6 separate regions of the Mus musculus genome follow, and all the other regions are linked to region 1. A link is a contact called in public HiChIP or PLAC-seq and promoter capture Hi-C data. All regions are on one chromosome and are shown on one strand. The core of a region is the stretch at or near the end of the contact, and the rest is flanking DNA. Distances in the headings are between cores, read along the strand shown. Region 1 holds the start of Slc6a4 (solute carrier family 6 (neurotransmitter transporter, serotonin), member 4). Region 2 holds the start of Ankrd13b (ankyrin repeat domain 13b). Region 3 holds the start of Coro6 (coronin 6). Region 4 overlaps Ssh2 (slingshot protein phosphatase 2). Region 5 overlaps Ssh2 (slingshot protein phosphatase 2). Region 6 holds the start of Bhlha9 (basic helix-loop-helix family, member a9).

Region 1 (2,563 bases), core at 43-2,542:
AGCTGAAGACAACCTTGAACGCCTGAACAGTACAAGTATGCCTTAGCACACAGGGCAGAGTCAGTCTTTCTTTCTCTCTTCTTACCATGCAAAGTCTCTACAAGGCTCCAACCCAGGAGATTTCAGAGATTAACTGCCAGGCTAGGTCCCTACTTTTCATGTAGCTTAGTGGTACGATGTCTGCTCCGGGTACAAAAGACCCTGGATTCAAGCCTCACAGCTGCCCAAAACAAGTAAGATATTGCCTGCACTGCAGAAGAACCCGCCCATCAGCCTTTTCTGGAGCAGTACCTCTCGCTGGGGACCAGGGTGGGAGAAGGAAGCTATCCACAGCTCCACGAAAAAGTGAAGGGCCATAGTCAGAGCTGTTTCCCCCTCCATGTCCATCCAACAGCCTCCAACGCTGTCTTGGCTCTCTATTACTTTTAAACAAACCCCAGTGTTGTTGTTTTCTCAGACATGTTTCCCATGTAACTGAAAACACATTAAATATTTGATTTCTCCCCTTACTACGATGAGAGCTAGCAGGTCCATAAATAATCCATTGACCTGGTTCATTTTTTCTGGACAAAAAAAAATGATCATAAAAATACATACACACCCTTCAAATTCTTGAGCACTCTTAACTAAAAAGAATAATTCAATATGCAACACACACACAAACGCGAAAAAAAAAAAATCTCGGGCCACCAACCAGCCTTTTAGAAACACCCCCGCCTCCAGCAACTGTTGGTTACACACTTTAGTATAGCACAGCCCACTGGTACTTCCATAAATTCTGAATGGCCTGTGAGCTGTCTGAGTCGGCTCGCGCTCCGCAGTGAGACCATTCGAGCGCACAGAGAGAGGCTTGACCCTCTTAAGTGTCTCTCAAAGGTTTCTCTGGTTATTTGGGCATTTGTGTCTGCCAGCGTCTTTGCATAAAGCCACCTACCAGCCCTTGTCTCAAAAGTAAAGCCCAAGCACGGAATCACGGCTGGAAACTACAGCAACTTTTGCCAAAAAGCGAGGCTGCGCTGGGCCAGCTCTGGGTCTCCAGGGTTTCCATCGGGTCCCTCGAAAGGACCCTGCGCGGTGCAGACAAAGGCACCCGAAATCCAGGCAGTCAAGCGCGGGGACCGAGGGCTTCTAGAAAGAAGCGTGGGTTAGAGACAAAAAAGAAAAGAAAAAAAAGAGAGAAAAAAAGAATAAGAAGAAAGGGAAAGCGACCCACCTGCGGGAGGCGCGGCGGCGGGTCCCGGGCTGCGGAGGCGGCTCGACCCTCGCGCCCTCGAGGCACCGGCGCGGCCGCTGGAGTGGCGCCGCCCGCCGCGCTATTTGTACTTGCGGCCCCTCACATGGTCTGATCTCTAGATAGCCGCCGCCAAAGAGCTCCGCAAGAATTTTTGCGTCACTTTGAGACCGAAGAACTTTGTTTCTCTGCTACCGCAGCTGGAGGGGGGGGGGGGAGGGGCGGGGTCCACGCTCCCTGTCCGGTGGGAGGGCGGCAGAGCCCCCCACTCATTCCTGCACATACAGCAGCCAGGGCGCAGGGCCGGGCAGGGCAGGGCAGGGCGAAGGATCTGACTCTTCTGCTTTTGGACTAGTGTGGCTGGAGGATGCTGTACAAAACGAGGTTCACTTCTGCCCTTACCAAATCTGCCCTAAATTACGTTAAGGTCCTGCTCCGTGTCACTCCCTAAGAGCATTCTTTCTTGACCACAGCCGATTGCGGACCGTCTTTCCAAGGACTCCTGACTTTGTCTGGGTTCTCTAGGTGGAATGCGAGCTTAGTCGGGAACCTCCCCATCCCGATAGCAGCCTACAATAAGCACCCCCGGGAGGATCTGAGAGTGCTACTTAGCCACAGGAGGAAAATTTTGCAGAGAACATCGGTGTTGGTCCGCGGACCCGCCTGTGCCTGTGGGGTTGGGCACTGGACAAACTACCAGCCTTTCAAGCCGCTCAGTATTTCGACAGGAGCACTGTTTTCAAGTCTATATAGATTGTTTTGTTCACACACACACACACACACGCACACGCACACGCACACACACACACAGCTTAAAAATGAATTTAATGTTATCACATTCTTTTTTTCACCAAAATTACGGGAGCTTTTTTTTTTTTTTTTTTAAAGAGCAGATATGTTACTTATTTTGGACTGTGTCTGAGGCAGAGAAGTCAGGACCCGGGCCGGCCAGCCTGTCTCTTCTCATCCGGCCAAGCGAGTGAGGGAGAGCTAGAAAAGAGGTAGTAATGGCGAGTTCGGTGTCTGCGAGAAAGCCCCGGCGCCCCTTTGTTCCAGAGGGGCTCGAGCCCAGACATCAGAAGCCGCAGCTGGGCTGCGCTGGCACCAGGAAGGGCTGGTTGGTTCACTGTCCGCAGGTGTGGGCGGTTCCCGGCCGCAGGGATCACCAGTACGAGGCTTTGGTGCCACCTAGGCTCCAGGGCCGGGAATGCAAGGAGCGGCCCTAGCGATGTGGGGGAGCGGACTGGCTGGGGGAGCTGACCTTAGGCAGGCCTGGCCATTCCATGACCCGGAGAACCCCAGGGTCCCAGGGTCCTCACTGGGCCCCTCCCT
Region 2 (2,563 bases), core at 20-2,519, 490 kb before region 1:
TCACGACACTCTGCTGACCCCTGGCGGTGGAGGTGGGCTGCGGCTCTGGGCTGCAGAGACGCCTACCGGCTCCTCCCAGGCTGCAGAAAGGGGCGAGGCAGTCTACTCAGTCCTCCCGGGCCTGGCACCACTGGGTGTGCAGGAAGCAGGAGAGAAGAACACACAAAGAAACCCAAGAAGGGCGCAAGGAGTTTGCAAGCTTTTGCTGTCGCTTCCCACACAAACACTCTCTAGATTGTTGTTCTAAATCGGGTTGGCCAGGAATTCCTTATTTCTGCCTTGAGGTGGGCTCGAGGAAGGCAACATGTTCGCTCCTACCACCTGTCTCAGGCTGGTTGAAGGAGAGAGGGGCCGTTTTCAGGCAGTTCATACCCTTAGCTCATCCCATGAGGTAGTATCTGATCCCAGTTTAGAGGTGAGTGGGCCGAGAAACTCTGAAGGATAAGCAATTTGTTTAAGATCAAGCAATTGTTACGGTATTTAAATACAACTCTCTTGACATTTTCTCTCCCAAGGCATCTTGGTCCTTTTACCATTTGCAGGTGGCCGCCACAGAGGCCAATTTGACTTTGACCACACTCTCTGCAAGGGCTCCTTGTGGAAGCGCTTGTCTCTCTGCTCTTTCAGGAAGCAGGCAATCTGGACTCAGTCATTTTCCTTAGGCAGGGACCCACATGGGATGGAGGTGGGGAAATGCCACCTGCTGCTGTCTTTGCTCAACCTCATCCTGGTTCTTGCTGAGCCATGTAGGGGAAAGACTGTCTTCTTCGCCTCATTAGACATTCTCTTTTCCAACGTGATGTGTGGAAGCTGGGGTTTAATTTTCTGAGAGAGCAAAGATTTGAGAAATATTTCGATTCTCAGACCCCTGGCTGCTTCAGTGACCCTTGGTACTGATGCCCTGCATCTCTCTTAGGGTCACTCTTTAGTCACTATGAATCTAGATGCCTCTTTACCCTCCCTGGGACCCAAGCTCACTTCTGCAGGCCATAGACCCCCGACCCAACGCTTCAGGTCAGCCCTAAAAGCCTCCCCCATTTCCTTGCAAAAGGCAAAATGCCAAAGGGTGGAGGCGCCCCCAACCCACTTGGCATCCAAGTAAGGCCTCCGCTTCGGCCGGGTTTGACTCTCTGTCCACCCTTCCAGGAAATCAGTTCCAGACCATCTCTGGTCATCCGAAACGCACGGTTCTACCAGGCGGACTACAAGCCCCATGATGCTGCGGGGCCAAGCTGTAACTAACCCAGCACGGCGCACCCGGGTCCCCTCCTCTCTTCCCCGCATTCGCTTGTCCCTCACCGTCCGCTCGGGCTGAGGGCCGGGCTATGCGGCTTAGGGGAGCCGGAGGGTGCGGGCGCGCGTCCCTGCGGCGGCGGCGGCGGCGGCGACCCCGGGGCCGGCGCCCCGAGCGCCCCCGCTCCAGCTGCGGGTCCCTGCTCCCTCCGCCGAGAGGCGTCTTTGTGTGCGGGGGTGTGGGAGGGGAGGCGCGAGGCCGCGTGCCGCCGAGTGCCCGCTCCCTCCCAGGGCGGGTGGGGGCTGCTCCGCGCCTCCCGCCGCCGCCTCCCGAGGACGCCCGCCGCCCGCACCACGCCGGGCGCGCCGCCCCCGCCCGCCGCCGCCGCCGCCGCTCGCACATGCCCGAGCCGCAGCCCCGCGAGCAGACAGCTCCGGCCGTCCGCCCCGCGGCCCCGGGCCCGGGCTCCCGCGCCGTCCCTCCCCGCGGGCCGGGCGCCGCGGCCCCGGCATGAGGAGCGGGCGATGATCCCCGCCAACGCCTCCGCCAGGAAGGGGCCCGAGGGCAAGTACCCGCTGCACTACCTCGTGTGGCACAACCGCCACCGGGAGCTGGAGAAGGAGGTCCGCGCCGGCCAGGTAGGAGCGCCGTCGGGGACCATGGCCCCGCACGCCCGCGCGGCGTGGGGAGGGGGCGCGGCGCCGCCTGTCCCGCCTCCCCGGCTAGTTTGCAGCGCTTCTTTGTTTGCAGCTGCGGCTTTTGTGCTCGTTGACCTGAAGTGGGTGATGGCAGCAGCCCCCGCCTGCTTCTCTGGTTCCAGGACCGGTGGCCCACACGTGTTCCGGGCTCTCCGAGACTGGTGTGGAAGGACCCTGTGTTCTTCTCCGTTGGGGCTTGAAGGGATTCTAGGGAGGGGTTGTCGGTTCTGTCTGGGCTCCATGTGGTGGGAGAGTCCACCCCACTCGATCTAGACGCGACATGACATCCCGCGTGAATGTGCAGGGACGGGAAAGGCCTGCGTGGGGAGGGGGCCCACATAAGATCGGGGAACAAGCTGTGTTGCACCCTCGGGCATTCCAGCCCCACCCAGTGCCCTCTCACTTCCTGGTGAACCAGGTCTCTGTTTGTTTAGAGTGGACAGAGCCTATGGGTGCTTCAGATGCCAGCCCTGGCTTCGGAGCCAGGAGTGAGAAAGACCCTATTGGGATGCTCCGGAGGGCCTTGTCCAGGTGCTGAAAGGCGCTCTCCTGCCTCTTGGTGCTAGGGCCTACCTTCTCACCGTGGAGGAAGCCAGGGGGCCATAGGAAGGACTTGAGGTCCTGCACAGAA
Region 3 (2,563 bases), core at 42-2,541, 470 kb before region 1:
CCCTGTGAGGAGGATGTGCTTGAACCTGTCCCCCAAGTTGGAGGACCTTTGGCAAGCCCCTGGAGAGAGAGGTCTGAGTGAGTGACTCTGACGGCAGTGGCTTAGCCCCTGGGGCAGACCTCTCCCTTGGTTTCACCTTGGAGTCATAGGCAGCACGCAGTCTTGGTGCTGAGTGTCCCTTACCAGGGGCTGGCACTCGTCTTTCTTTTTGTCTTCATGAGTAAGTTGTGGGAGCTCTGAAGACTCTGCAGGGGTTGGCATTGGCCCAAAGCACATAGTCTGGGAGAGAGGGTGACTAAATGCCATTGACATGGCAGTCACACTGGGGGAGGAGGTGGCTCGGGCTGAAATGTGAGCCCTTGGGATGCTGTCTCTGGATGGTGTCTGCATTGTCCAGCGTGAGTCATAGGCTATTGTCAGGCCTGTCCTGACCCCACCACTTGTGAGGTCTTCTTTAGCAAGGTATAGGGCTCAGTATCTAGGTCAAGGTTATGCTTTGGGGTATCTCTCCTGGGGTACAGATGGCTACGTGTCTGCAAAGGTGGCAGTCAGTGCCTGGCCCTTTCCCTCATGTGCAGGGGAGGGAAGGCTCTGACTATTGTAACTTCTCTTTTTAGTTTCATCCCACTCCCAGGATCAGAGTCTGAACACCTCTCTCTCTCTCTCTCTCTCTCTCTCTCTCTCTCTCTCTCTCTCTCTCTCTCTCTGTATCTCTGTCTCTCTCTGTTTCTGTGTGTGTCTGTGTGTCTCTCTCCATCTCTCTGACTCTGCCTTTCTCTGACACTAGGTAAAGATAAGGTTAGAGTCTGACTGGACCTTGGTCTGCTGTATCCCAACCATCTCCATCACTAACACCCATCTTGGTTTCTGCTAGGAACACAGTGCTCTGTGGCCTAGAGATCGGGCGCACAGGTCACGCTGATGTTGCTGTTCTCCACCATTCTTTGTGGGTTTGGCAAAGACAGAGTACCCAGTCCACACAGACTGCCCTTCTGGAGGCCTGGACTTCAGTGAGAAAAGGCTAGTGTGGGATATATCCCAGAGACCCTAGCCAGTGCCCTCCCAATTGCTTTCTTCCCCTCACCCCTCACCTTGGCCAGAGGCAGGACAATGAAGGCACCTCCACCTCCAGCCTCCACAATAATGGCTAGAAATTTGGGGTTGACGGCACAGAAGGCGCTGTCCCATGTGACCTTGGATACCCGGATGTCCTCATAGGCCTGGTCAGCCTTTGCTGCCTGACCAAACACGTGGCGGAACTTGCTCTGCCGAACAACACGCCGGCTCATGGCTGGGGCAAAGATAGGGAGTATCAGAGTCTAGAGGCACGTTGGTCCTTAATCCTGCGAGCTGTGGAAGGGAGGAGTGAGTGAGTAGGATTATCTGGCCAGGATCTTCAAAGTGACCAAAGTTGGAGGCTGGTTTTTGACATCTGTCTCATGTTGTTTAATATGAGGGACAAGGATGGGGAATCTCACCGCTTCTTAGACACACAGGCTAGCCGGGATAGCAGAGGCTGACACAGGGCTGAAACTTCCTCCAAGACCTAATGTTTTGAGGAGGAATATCAGGGGGTCCCCTCATGCTGCTAGTCATGTATGAGACCTCTTTGCAAGTGTTTGTCTCTCTGAAAGGCTCCCCACCCAACACCTTCTCTTTTAGTCAGTGGACCGTAGCTCAAGGCTAGGTAGGACTGCAGCCCTCAAGATCCCATATTCACATCGCTGAGTTCAAGCCGGTGTGTCTTTTTCTACAGCTTGGCCAAGAGAAGAGGTCCTTTTGTTAGCCCTGCTTCCTACTCTTTTTAAAAGATTCCTCCGGTGGTGTGGGGTATGTGGGAGTAGGGCGATCTTCCTTCTGTCTATTTCCCCATGCACTGATTTCTCCGGATGGGGTGGGGTGGGGGAGTCCTGGCTATGGTCATCTGACACAAATATCATACTTTGGTCCAGCCTCTTGGGTGCGATGCCTGGGCTGGCTAGTCCGTTCTCTTGAGGGTGGGGGCCCTCGACCCCACCTGCAAGGACCAGATGTGCAACCAGGGAGGAGGTGAGGTCCTCTTTCTGGTTCTACGACTTCGGCTTCTGGAGCTAGGAGCTTAGCAATGCTTGCTACTTTTCCCAAGGGGACACAGCAGGTTCTCCCAAAGGCCAACTGCTTCCTGCCCCTCCCCTGCCCGGGCATCCTTGTGCCCTTCAAACCACTTCTGTAGCCCCAGGCCTGAAGGCCGGCCTACTCGCCCCCTCCTCCAGCCTCCTGCCCCGGCAGTGCGTTCCTGTGAGACTAGGTGTCTCCTCGCCAGCCGCTGTCCGGCCAAATATAGACACCAAGTCCGCCCTGACGAACTGAATTTAGCGGCGGGGGGGGGGGGGGGCGCAGACCTCTGCCCCCTCCAGAGACCCCGCCCGCGCCGTTGGCTGCGGTGGCGGAGGCAGGGAGGGGGGTACCTGGTCCTAAGCCGGGCGGGGGTGCTCACGCTGCGACTCCTCTGCGGAGCGGGCCGGGGTATGCGAAGGGCCGAGGAGGCGGCGTCCGTGCGTCCGGGCCAGGGTGTTCCGGCCGC
Region 4 (2,563 bases), core at 35-2,534, 410 kb before region 1:
AGCTGTTAATCACACATGACTAAGAAAGTAAATGAAATTTGACTAGTTATGATGAGAATTTATTTTTTTTACATATCATTTTAGTCTTTACTTATTTAAATAGCCAGGTGTCAAATGGCAAAAATACTTGACAATATAGGTCCACATAGGTAAAAATCCAAACCAGAGGTTAGAAACTTCCATTGAATGTGGAAAGGTAGGTATTTTCCCTACTTCCTCGTCCTTGAGATAGTCTTATATATAAGACTGGATGTCCTGAACTTACTACGTAGACCAGGCTGGCCTCACCTTCTTGGCAATTCTCCTGCCTCTGCCTCTGGAATGATGGGATTACTGGAGCATGCCACCATTCTCAAAAAATGAGTATTTCCTTACTAAAAGGGCTGTTACTTATGAAAAACACTAGAAGCTACTGCAAGAGAAAGCTTCCTAAAAGTGGTTGCCAAGCCTCTGTAAAGTCAGAGCATATAATTAAATGCTGTAACTGGTATACATGTTCACAACACATTTCCCAAGCTGACTTTTGTCTTTTCCCCTCCTAACTTGTCATTCCTGGGAAAAGGGCAAGGAAGCTCAACTAAAGGACGATGCTCTTGATTGGACGGCCTGTCAGCTTGTCTATGGGGCATTTTCTTTTGATTGCTAATTGATGGAGGAGGCAGCTTATGGTGGGCAGTGCCATCCCTAGGCAAGTGGGCCTGAGCTGTATAAGAACTACCTTATTTATACATGTGAGCCTGGGAGCAAGCCCGTCAGCATCCTCCGCTTTAATCCCTGACTCGAGGTTCCTGCCCTGGCTCCCCATGATGTTGGTCTATAACCTGTGAGCTGAACTCTTTCCTCCCAAACTTGAAAAAAATTTTTAATTTTATTTTGTGTACATGGGGTAGCATGCTGGAGGCTAGAAGAAGACAACTTGAGTTGGTTTGTTCCACTATGTGGGTGCTGGGGAACTGAACCCAGGTTGTTGGGGTTGACAGCAGGCTCACATACCCACTTAGCTATCTCACCAAGTTCATTTTGGTCAGTGTTTTATTGCAGTAACACAGAGCAAAGCAAGACTACTTCTATGTACAAACTAGAGTAAACCAAGATTTTGGAAGATACTTTCTAGAGATACTAGGATTTCCCTGCCCCCAACTCCAAATCGGAAGGACAATCATTGTCATCTATACCCCTTCCTCCAAACCCAGGGCTTTGTGCGTGCATGTGCATGTGTGTACGAGTGTGTATAAATTTCCCTAGGCCTGGGCCACGCCCCTCGCTATTGCACAATTCCATTTTAGTCCTAAACCAGGAAGTCATGGTTTGAGACATCTGGCAGGATTTCCTGAGGCTTATTATCTCAGAGTGTAAAGATCTGCTTAGCAGCCACATTCCACAGGCTTCTCAAAGGTTCTTCAGAAACAGTAGGGAAATACAACAGAAAACCCTAATGCCTTAAGGATATAGACCCAGCTCCTTCCAATAATAACCACAATGATCTGGAGTCGGTCTGAGATATCTTTAATTACAGGAAGCAAGGTACATGTGAGTTTTGAACCCAAGACCAGTGGTATATTACCAAGAAAGGCGTGAGCCCTTGGATTATCAAAGTAGAGCATTACTGATGGAAAGACTAGATTGGCAGGAGAAAAAAACATTACCCCAGAGCTATGTTTCCATTTGCTTAATTTTATCATTAGTACCCAACAATAAGAGAAAAGTAAAGAATAAGAGTAAATTAGAAATAGTCAAAGATTTTTACCAAGTGTCACTGCCTCTGAAGATCATGGTCAAAACTTATTTCCTAGTTTTATGCCTTGATTTTTGTGTCTATGTGTGTGTACATGTGTTCATATTTTTATGGGGTACATTTGGAGGCCAGAGGTCATCTTGGGTGTCTTTCTCAATTGCTCGTCACCTTAGAGACAGGTTCTCACAGATTTGGCTAGGCGAGCTCCTTGGCTGCTCACAGAAAGTCCAGGGATTACCCTGGCTCCACTTCATTTGTTGTTGTTGTTGTTGTTTGTTGTTTGTTTTTTTTGTTTTTTGTTTTTTTTTTTTTGAGACAGGGTTTCTCTGTACAGCCCTGGGTGTCCTGGAACTCACTCTGTAGACCAGGGTGGCCTCGAACTCAGAAATCTGCCTGCCTCTGCCTCCCAAGTGCTGGGATTAAAGGCGTGCACCACCACTGCCTGGCGTGTCTCCACTTCCTTACCCCTGGGATTATAGGCTCACACTGCTGTACCTAGATTTTCCACCAACGCTAGGAACTGAACTCAGGTACTTGATCTTACATAGCAAACACTTTACCCTGAGCCATCTCCTCAGGTTGTCATGAATTGTTTTTTAACTTAAAAATTTCATTACCATGTATTCACTGTAGATAATGGGCTTCACTGTGATACCTTCATACATCTATGTTAACCATTTTCATAAACATGTACATGTGGTGGTTTGGATGAGTATGACACTCTCAGGCTTCTGAGATGACGATACTTGTGTCACTACTTGAGGAGAATTAGGATGTGTGCCCTTGTTGGAGTAGATGTGGTCTTGTTGGAGGAAGTGTTTTACTGGG
Region 5 (2,563 bases), core at 46-2,545, 360 kb before region 1:
AATAAAACTGTAAAACACAGGCCTCAAGAATCTATAAATTTAATACTTAACATCTAGCAGTTTAAATCAGTAAAAAATGTATCATGGTACTAGGAGAGTGTTTTATTAGTTATAGAATGCTTGACAGAGATGTGCAATTAGAATTTAGTCCCCAGCACAGCATTAAAAAATCTGGAGTAAGGTTTTTAAGGAGAATGAGGTAATATACATAGCACTCAAAACTGTGTCATCAGGGTAACAGTGCAGCGAAAAATCTGTAATTATTAACATAGTATTAATGTTGATATTAATATAGTCACACTGAATAGGCTGGGGACTGTTGAGCTGTCCCAGTGTACTAAGACTGACAACTTGACTTCAATCTTTGGAATCCATGTGAAAAGACAGACGTGGTGGCACACATCTGTAATTCCAGCACCTTCTAAAGCAAGATGGGAGATAAGAGCTAACTCCTGAAAGCTCAAAGGCTAGTCAGCCTGGTGTATGTAGCCAGACAGAAACAAGTCATACCCTGACTCAACAAGGTGGAAGAAGAGAACCAATTCCCGAAGCTTATCATCTGACCTCCATATCTGTGCTGTGACACATGTATACACATGCATACATGCACACCTATGAGCAGACACATGCACATATGATCACAAACATGTACATACATCAAAGCTTTTTTTAAAAAGGTATCTTCTTTTTTTATTTTTTTAAGAGTTATTTATTTATGTACACGAGTACAATGTAGCTGTCTTCAGACACACCAGAAGAGGGCATCGGATCTCATTACAGATGGTTGTGAGCCACCATGTGGTTGCTAGGAATTGAACTCAGGACCTCTGGAAGAGCAGTCAATGCTCTTAGCCACTGAGCCATCTCTCCAGCCCCACATCAAAGCTTTTATGCACATGTAGCTTCATAGAGTTTGGATCAGCAACAGCAAATGCTGTTCTAGGTTTCCTTTCTACCAGAAACAAGCCATGTATTTCTGTCCAAATTACGTCACTATTTTTTTTTTCTAATTACTTACTACATCAAATGCTTTTCCAAATCTGCCTCTGAAAAATATAACGTAGTGGCTGCCAAAGGGTGGCATACACTAACGTCATGAGCATCATTTAGGAACTTGTTAGAAGAGCAACTCTCTAGCCTACAAGTTCAGAAACCAGCAATTTGTGTTTTAACAAGCATTCAAGGTATTTACGATGAAAACTTAAGCCTGGAAAAGAACATATGAAAACAGCTGGACAACCAGAAAGAGGAACTGAAAAGTTAAAACAAACAAAACAAAAAAAACTCAACATCACCAAATTACAAGAGCAAATGTTGGCAGGAGGATCATGAGTTCTAGGCAGCTTGAGCTACACAGCAAAGCCCTGTCTCAAAACCAGAAAACATGGGGCTGGAGAGATGGCTCAGTGGTTAGGAACACTAACTGCTCTTCCAGAGGTCCTGAGTTCAATTCCAAGCAACCACATGGTGGCTCACATCCATCTGTAATGAGATCTAATGACCTTTTCTGGTGTGTCTGAAGACAGCTACAGTGTAGTCACATACATAAAATAAATAAGTCTTAAAAAACAAAAACAAAAAACACACCTGAAAACAGCCACCTCCCCCTGGGAAAAAAAACCAAGGTCATGAAAGTCAATATTATATGTTGGATAATTTCAATATGCTTCACTACTGTAGACCTTGAACTTTTAGAGATCATTGATGTAAAGTCAGTAATTCAAATCCATACACCCAATCAAGAAAAGAAATATACATATTTTAGTTCAAGGATAAAAAGCTAAAAGAAGAACAACAACAAAAACCCTCATTAGCAAACTAAGAAATGACTTAAATATCTAAGTTCCAGACTTCTGAGTAGAGGTTTTCATAGTGGAATCATTTTTAAAAGTAAACTTGGGTTGGAGATGGCTCAATGGTTAAGCTCTCTTACTGCTTCCACAAAGGATCAGAGTTCAATTCTCAGCACCCACATTACTGGCTACAAGACACTTGTATTCCAGCTCCAAGGGATCCAACATCTTTTCTGACTTCTAAGGGCACCTACATGCATGCGTATAAACACATACACACACTACTGAAAAAAAAAAAAAGCCAGATGTGGTGGAGCACACCTCTAGTCCCAGCACTCATCTGCTAGAGGTAGATGGATCCCTTCAGTTTTTTTTTTTTTTCCAGAATTTTAAGTGTTTGTTTTATTAAAAAGCATATGTGGGCTTTTACAGGGGACAGAAAATTTTACAATCATTTTGATCAGACTGATTCAAGAGTTTTTAATTTAAGACTTATTTTTCTTTATGTGTGTGTTGTGTATATAGGTGAGCATGGAATCTAAAACAGGGTATCAGATCCCCTGGAGCTGGAGTTACACTTGGTTGTGAGCTGCCTAACATGGGTTTTGGGAACTAAATTCAGGTCTCTGCAAAAGCAGCAAGTGTTCTTAACCACTGAGCTATCTCTCTTGGCTCAAAATTCTTTAAAAATATTATGCATATGTTTGTGTGTGTGTACATGTATGATATACATGTGGAGGCAGAGGGCAACCCTGTGTGTCATTTTCAGG
Region 6 (2,563 bases), core at 31-2,530, 330 kb after region 1:
AGATAATACCCCGTTTCTGAGGCTTTTCTGTCATACTAGGACACTGAACTCATTGGAGTCCTGATAGCAGACGGAGAAGACATGTTTCCTTTTTATTTGATCATTTTCTGGGCTTCTCTCAGTTCAGCAGCAGCCCAAACCGGGGAAGAGGACCACAGCATATGCCCTCAGATCATAGCAGCTGCCTACCCACACAGTCCCACAAGTCCCACTTTCCAAAGGCGGCAAGGGAAAAGGAGGGCTCAGAAGCAAAGGAAAGCAAAGGCCACTTTCCAGGAACAAGGGGTTGACCAAGTCCAAACCTAAAATCTCCCTTCTTTTTCACCACCCCAGGCTGGGATGTGGGAAGGCTGCCCTGAGCCCGGTAGTTCCTTCCCATGGTAAGACATCCTCCTTTGCCACGCAAGTCACAACCCCATTCAATTTTGCTCTGTCCAGGATGACTTCTGCCATCTTCTCTTTTGCAGTCACTCGGGCCAAGCCGGCTTCCCTCTGGGTGGCACGATCAAGAGTGCTGGTAGCCCAGCCCAGAACCCCACCGCCACGAAACCGGTCGAACAGGGGGAGCCCCAGGACATTGACGCCAGTTTCCCCCGGAGGTTTGGGCCAAATTGGGCACTTCGGCCATCACCCTAGGCCGCCCCAAGTGCGAGTGCGGGGAACACGAAGCGCAGCGCGGTGTAGGCGGCACTAAGGGGCTGGCGATGTCCCTGCGCGTTAGGCTAGGCGCTATAGGAGACGGCGCTGACCGCGGAACACTGAAGCTGGAATTCCCCGTGCTCGAGCCTTGGGCAGCCTGGCCGTGACACTCCAGGTGTCCGCAGGGCCAGCGGGGCGCCGGACTGGCACGCAGGACCAAGGATAGAGCAGTGATGCGGTGGATGGCCCTGCGCAGCGTAGCGATCTTGGAGAGCCTCTTGCCTCCGAGGTCATGCTGCAGCGCCCGGCGGAGCGCGTTGAACGCCTCGTTGTAATCCAGGATGCGCTTGCGCTCCCGCACGTTAGCCGCCATGCGCCGAGCCTTGGACCGTGTGGGCCGCTCGCGCTTTCTGCCAGCTGCCTCTTCTGCCTCGTCCAAGCTGCTCCTCCTCAGCACTCCAAAATTCCTGCCAGCCTCCGAGCAGGAGCGCCCCAAGTCCTCCACAAAATCCTCAGCCCGGTTCAGGCCCCCGAGGCCTAGTCCTGGCGTGCCTCGGAGCATGGCCTATGTCCTGGTCTCACAGCTTCAGCTATTTGGGTCCAAAAGGCTGCTGGTCCACTGACTGATGGCTCTTGCTGGCTGGACACTCTCTGGACAGGTCCTCTCTAGCTGGGCTTTATGGCACCACGCGGCTCCCCGCCCTCCCAGTCCATCCATCTCCCTCCTCCTGCTTTATTACCTGCCCCCAGGTGAGATGGTGAGGGAGGACCTGAGAGGAAGGAAGCAAGCAAGGAAGGAAGCGTGCAGATTCTTGTACACAGGACCAGCTGGGCAGCCTGGCCACGCCCTGGGCAATGCTCCAGTTGTCACAGGGAACATACTTGCTGTGCTGCACGGACCCTCTCCGGCAACCGGGTTCGGTTTCCCCTACTCCTGACCCCAGGTAGAATGCCACATTAGATTCTTGGCAAGGGAGCAGATAGGGTTGCAGAAGGATAGCAAGGGTGGATTGAGTGAATTTTAAAAACCTTGAGGGCCGGAGAGATGTCTCACCGACTAAGAGCACCTACTGCTGAGCTCCATCCTGAACGCCATCTGTGAGCAGCCAGAGTTGACACTAAGGTACAGCCTGGCCGTTGCAGAAGAATCCAGAAAGGAGGAGCAGATCAGAGGCAGCCAACCCTGCTGTGCTACAAGAAACCTTTCAGCTACCACCGTGAGGCTCGTCTGGATTCTGGGTTGGTGTTTGGATTAAGCCCAACATTCCCCCTACTTTTGGGGGGGCTTCCCTTTCTTCAGGCAGAGCTGGGCTGAGTCAGAAGCAAAGAGTGATGAGGACTTTTATGTCTGGCTTCCCTTGCAATACCCATCAGGGAGCAACTCTTAATGTCCAGGGCCTTTAAGCAGCCCAGTCCCTCTACAGAGTAAGGTCAGGTTAGGAATCCAGGGCACTCTCTCCATCGCTGTCACTGAGGACTGGAATTTTAAACAAGATCAAAAAAGGGAAAGAAAGAGAGGAAAAAGATGGAAGGAGGGAAAGAAGGAAGGAAGAAAGACAGACTCCCCCATGGAATTTCAGGTATGCATTCATGATTTATCAGGAGCAACATAAGATTAAGTTTAACCTCATTCCCAGCCACATTCCAAATGCTGTGGCACCAGCCAGGATGGGCACACAGGTCACACACATATTACCAATGACCTCATTGCTTTCAAGCTGAGTTTTCCTGCAGAGGGAAAGAACGGGGCACTGGGAAACCAACTGCCTGCATTCACTGATGAAATAACCTAAAGGCTGTATTTATCAGGATGGATTCCTCTAATAAGTTCAACATATGTGGAACAGAAAACAGCTAAGCCCAGCATGTTGGCACACACCTGGAATCCCAGCACTTGGGAGGCAGAGGCCAGCCTCAACTACAT

What was found. Promoter capture Hi-C pulls out the DNA fragments that hold promoters and counts their contacts. HiChIP or PLAC-seq counts read pairs in DNA pulled down with a chosen protein or histone mark.
Region 2: a promoter capture Hi-C map of second pharyngeal arch cranial neural crest shows a contact between it and region 1. The contact joins the promoter of Ankrd13b here to the promoter of Slc6a4 in region 1. A contact is called at or near these places in 17 of 39 promoter capture datasets (the 3T3-L1 cell line, 3T3-L1-derived adipocytes, the C10 cell line and 11 more), 1 of 15 datasets of contacts at CTCF or cohesin (large pre-B cells), 6 of 484 Hi-C or Micro-C datasets (the G1E-ER4 cell line, cortical neurons, embryonic stem cells and 2 more), 15 of 115 datasets of contacts at active chromatin or transcription factors (the 230-238 cell line, astrocytes, bone marrow-derived macrophages and 10 more) and 1 of 9 other capture datasets (liver).
Region 3: an HNF4G HiChIP or PLAC-seq map of pancreatic cancer cells shows a contact between it and region 1. The contact joins the promoter of Coro6 here to the promoter of Slc6a4 in region 1. A contact is called at or near these places in 6 of 39 promoter capture datasets (the C10 cell line, embryonic stem cells, liver and 2 more), 1 of 15 datasets of contacts at CTCF or cohesin (pro-B cells), 22 of 484 Hi-C or Micro-C datasets (B cells, the G1E-ER4 cell line, cardiomyocytes and 9 more), 10 of 115 datasets of contacts at active chromatin or transcription factors (cardiomyocytes, craniofacial prominence, embryonic forebrain and 6 more) and 2 of 9 other capture datasets (adipose tissue and macrophages).
Region 4: an H3K4me3 HiChIP or PLAC-seq map of bone marrow-derived macrophages shows a contact between it and region 1, with 3 times the contacts expected there. The contact joins the enhancer-like site here to the promoter of Slc6a4 in region 1. A contact is called at or near these places in 12 of 39 promoter capture datasets (cranial neural crest, embryonic stem cells, frontonasal cranial neural crest and 6 more), 3 of 115 datasets of contacts at active chromatin or transcription factors (bone marrow-derived macrophages and embryonic stem cells) and 2 of 9 other capture datasets (adipose tissue and embryonic stem cells).
Region 5: a contact with region 1 is called in an H3K4me3 HiChIP or PLAC-seq map of bone marrow-derived macrophages, with 5 times the contacts expected there. The contact joins the enhancer-like site here to the promoter of Slc6a4 in region 1. A contact is called at or near these places in 3 of 39 promoter capture datasets (cranial neural crest, embryonic stem cells and hippocampal neurons), 1 of 484 Hi-C or Micro-C datasets (bone marrow-derived macrophages), 9 of 115 datasets of contacts at active chromatin or transcription factors (bone marrow-derived macrophages, craniofacial prominence, embryonic limb bud and 4 more) and 2 of 9 other capture datasets (adipose tissue and macrophages).
Region 6: a contact with region 1 is called in a promoter capture Hi-C map of the SN4741 cell line, with 4 times the contacts expected there. The contact joins the promoter of Bhlha9 here to the promoter of Slc6a4 in region 1. A contact is called at or near these places in 12 of 39 promoter capture datasets (the 3T3-L1 cell line, 3T3-L1-derived adipocytes, the C10 cell line and 8 more), 3 of 484 Hi-C or Micro-C datasets (all in embryonic stem cells) and 1 of 115 datasets of contacts at active chromatin or transcription factors (stem cell-derived neural progenitor cells).

The regions. Positions count from the first base shown.
Region 1 is chr11:76,997,326-76,999,888 of GRCm38.p6, reverse strand. It overlaps Slc6a4 (solute carrier family 6 (neurotransmitter transporter, serotonin), member 4), which reads right to left and starts at 1,292. Exons shown (of 14, transcript NM_010484.2): 1 at 1,214-1,292. RefSeq lists cis regulatory regions at 1,386-1,393, 1,587-1,820, 1,370-1,820, 2,298-2,563 and promoters at 1,242-1,586, 1,242-1,820, 1,242-2,563.
Region 2 is chr11:77,488,748-77,491,310 of GRCm38.p6, reverse strand. It overlaps Ankrd13b (ankyrin repeat domain 13b), which reads left to right and starts at 1,269. Exons shown (of 15, transcript NM_001373882.1): 1 at 1,269-1,872. The coding sequence starts at 1,759.
Region 3 is chr11:77,462,639-77,465,201 of GRCm38.p6, reverse strand. It overlaps Coro6 (coronin 6), which reads right to left and starts at 1,291. Exons shown (of 10, transcript NM_139128.2): 1 at 1,092-1,291. The coding sequence starts at 1,289.
Region 4 is chr11:77,408,817-77,411,379 of GRCm38.p6, reverse strand. All of the region lies in intron 5 of Ssh2 (slingshot protein phosphatase 2), which reads right to left. Among named protein-coding and RNA genes, the nearest start is that of Coro6, 54 kb to the left of the region's middle. Within about 2 kb of position 1,284, at least 59 of the 459 cell types and tissues checked have an H3K27ac peak or open chromatin away from gene starts, as enhancers often do. A contact at or near this core is called in adipose tissue and bone marrow-derived macrophages, where this site is marked.
Region 5 is chr11:77,353,928-77,356,490 of GRCm38.p6, reverse strand. All of the region lies in intron 2 of Ssh2 (slingshot protein phosphatase 2), which reads right to left. Among named protein-coding and RNA genes, the nearest start is that of Coro6, 110 kb to the left of the region's middle. Within about 2 kb of position 1,295, at least 17 of the 459 cell types and tissues checked have an H3K27ac peak or open chromatin away from gene starts, as enhancers often do. A contact at or near this core is called in adipose tissue and bone marrow-derived macrophages, where this site is marked.
Region 6 is chr11:76,671,187-76,673,749 of GRCm38.p6, reverse strand. It overlaps Bhlha9 (basic helix-loop-helix family, member a9), which reads right to left and starts at 1,280. Exons shown (of 1, transcript NM_177182.4): 1 at 74-1,280. The coding sequence starts at 1,201. The coding sequence ends at 506.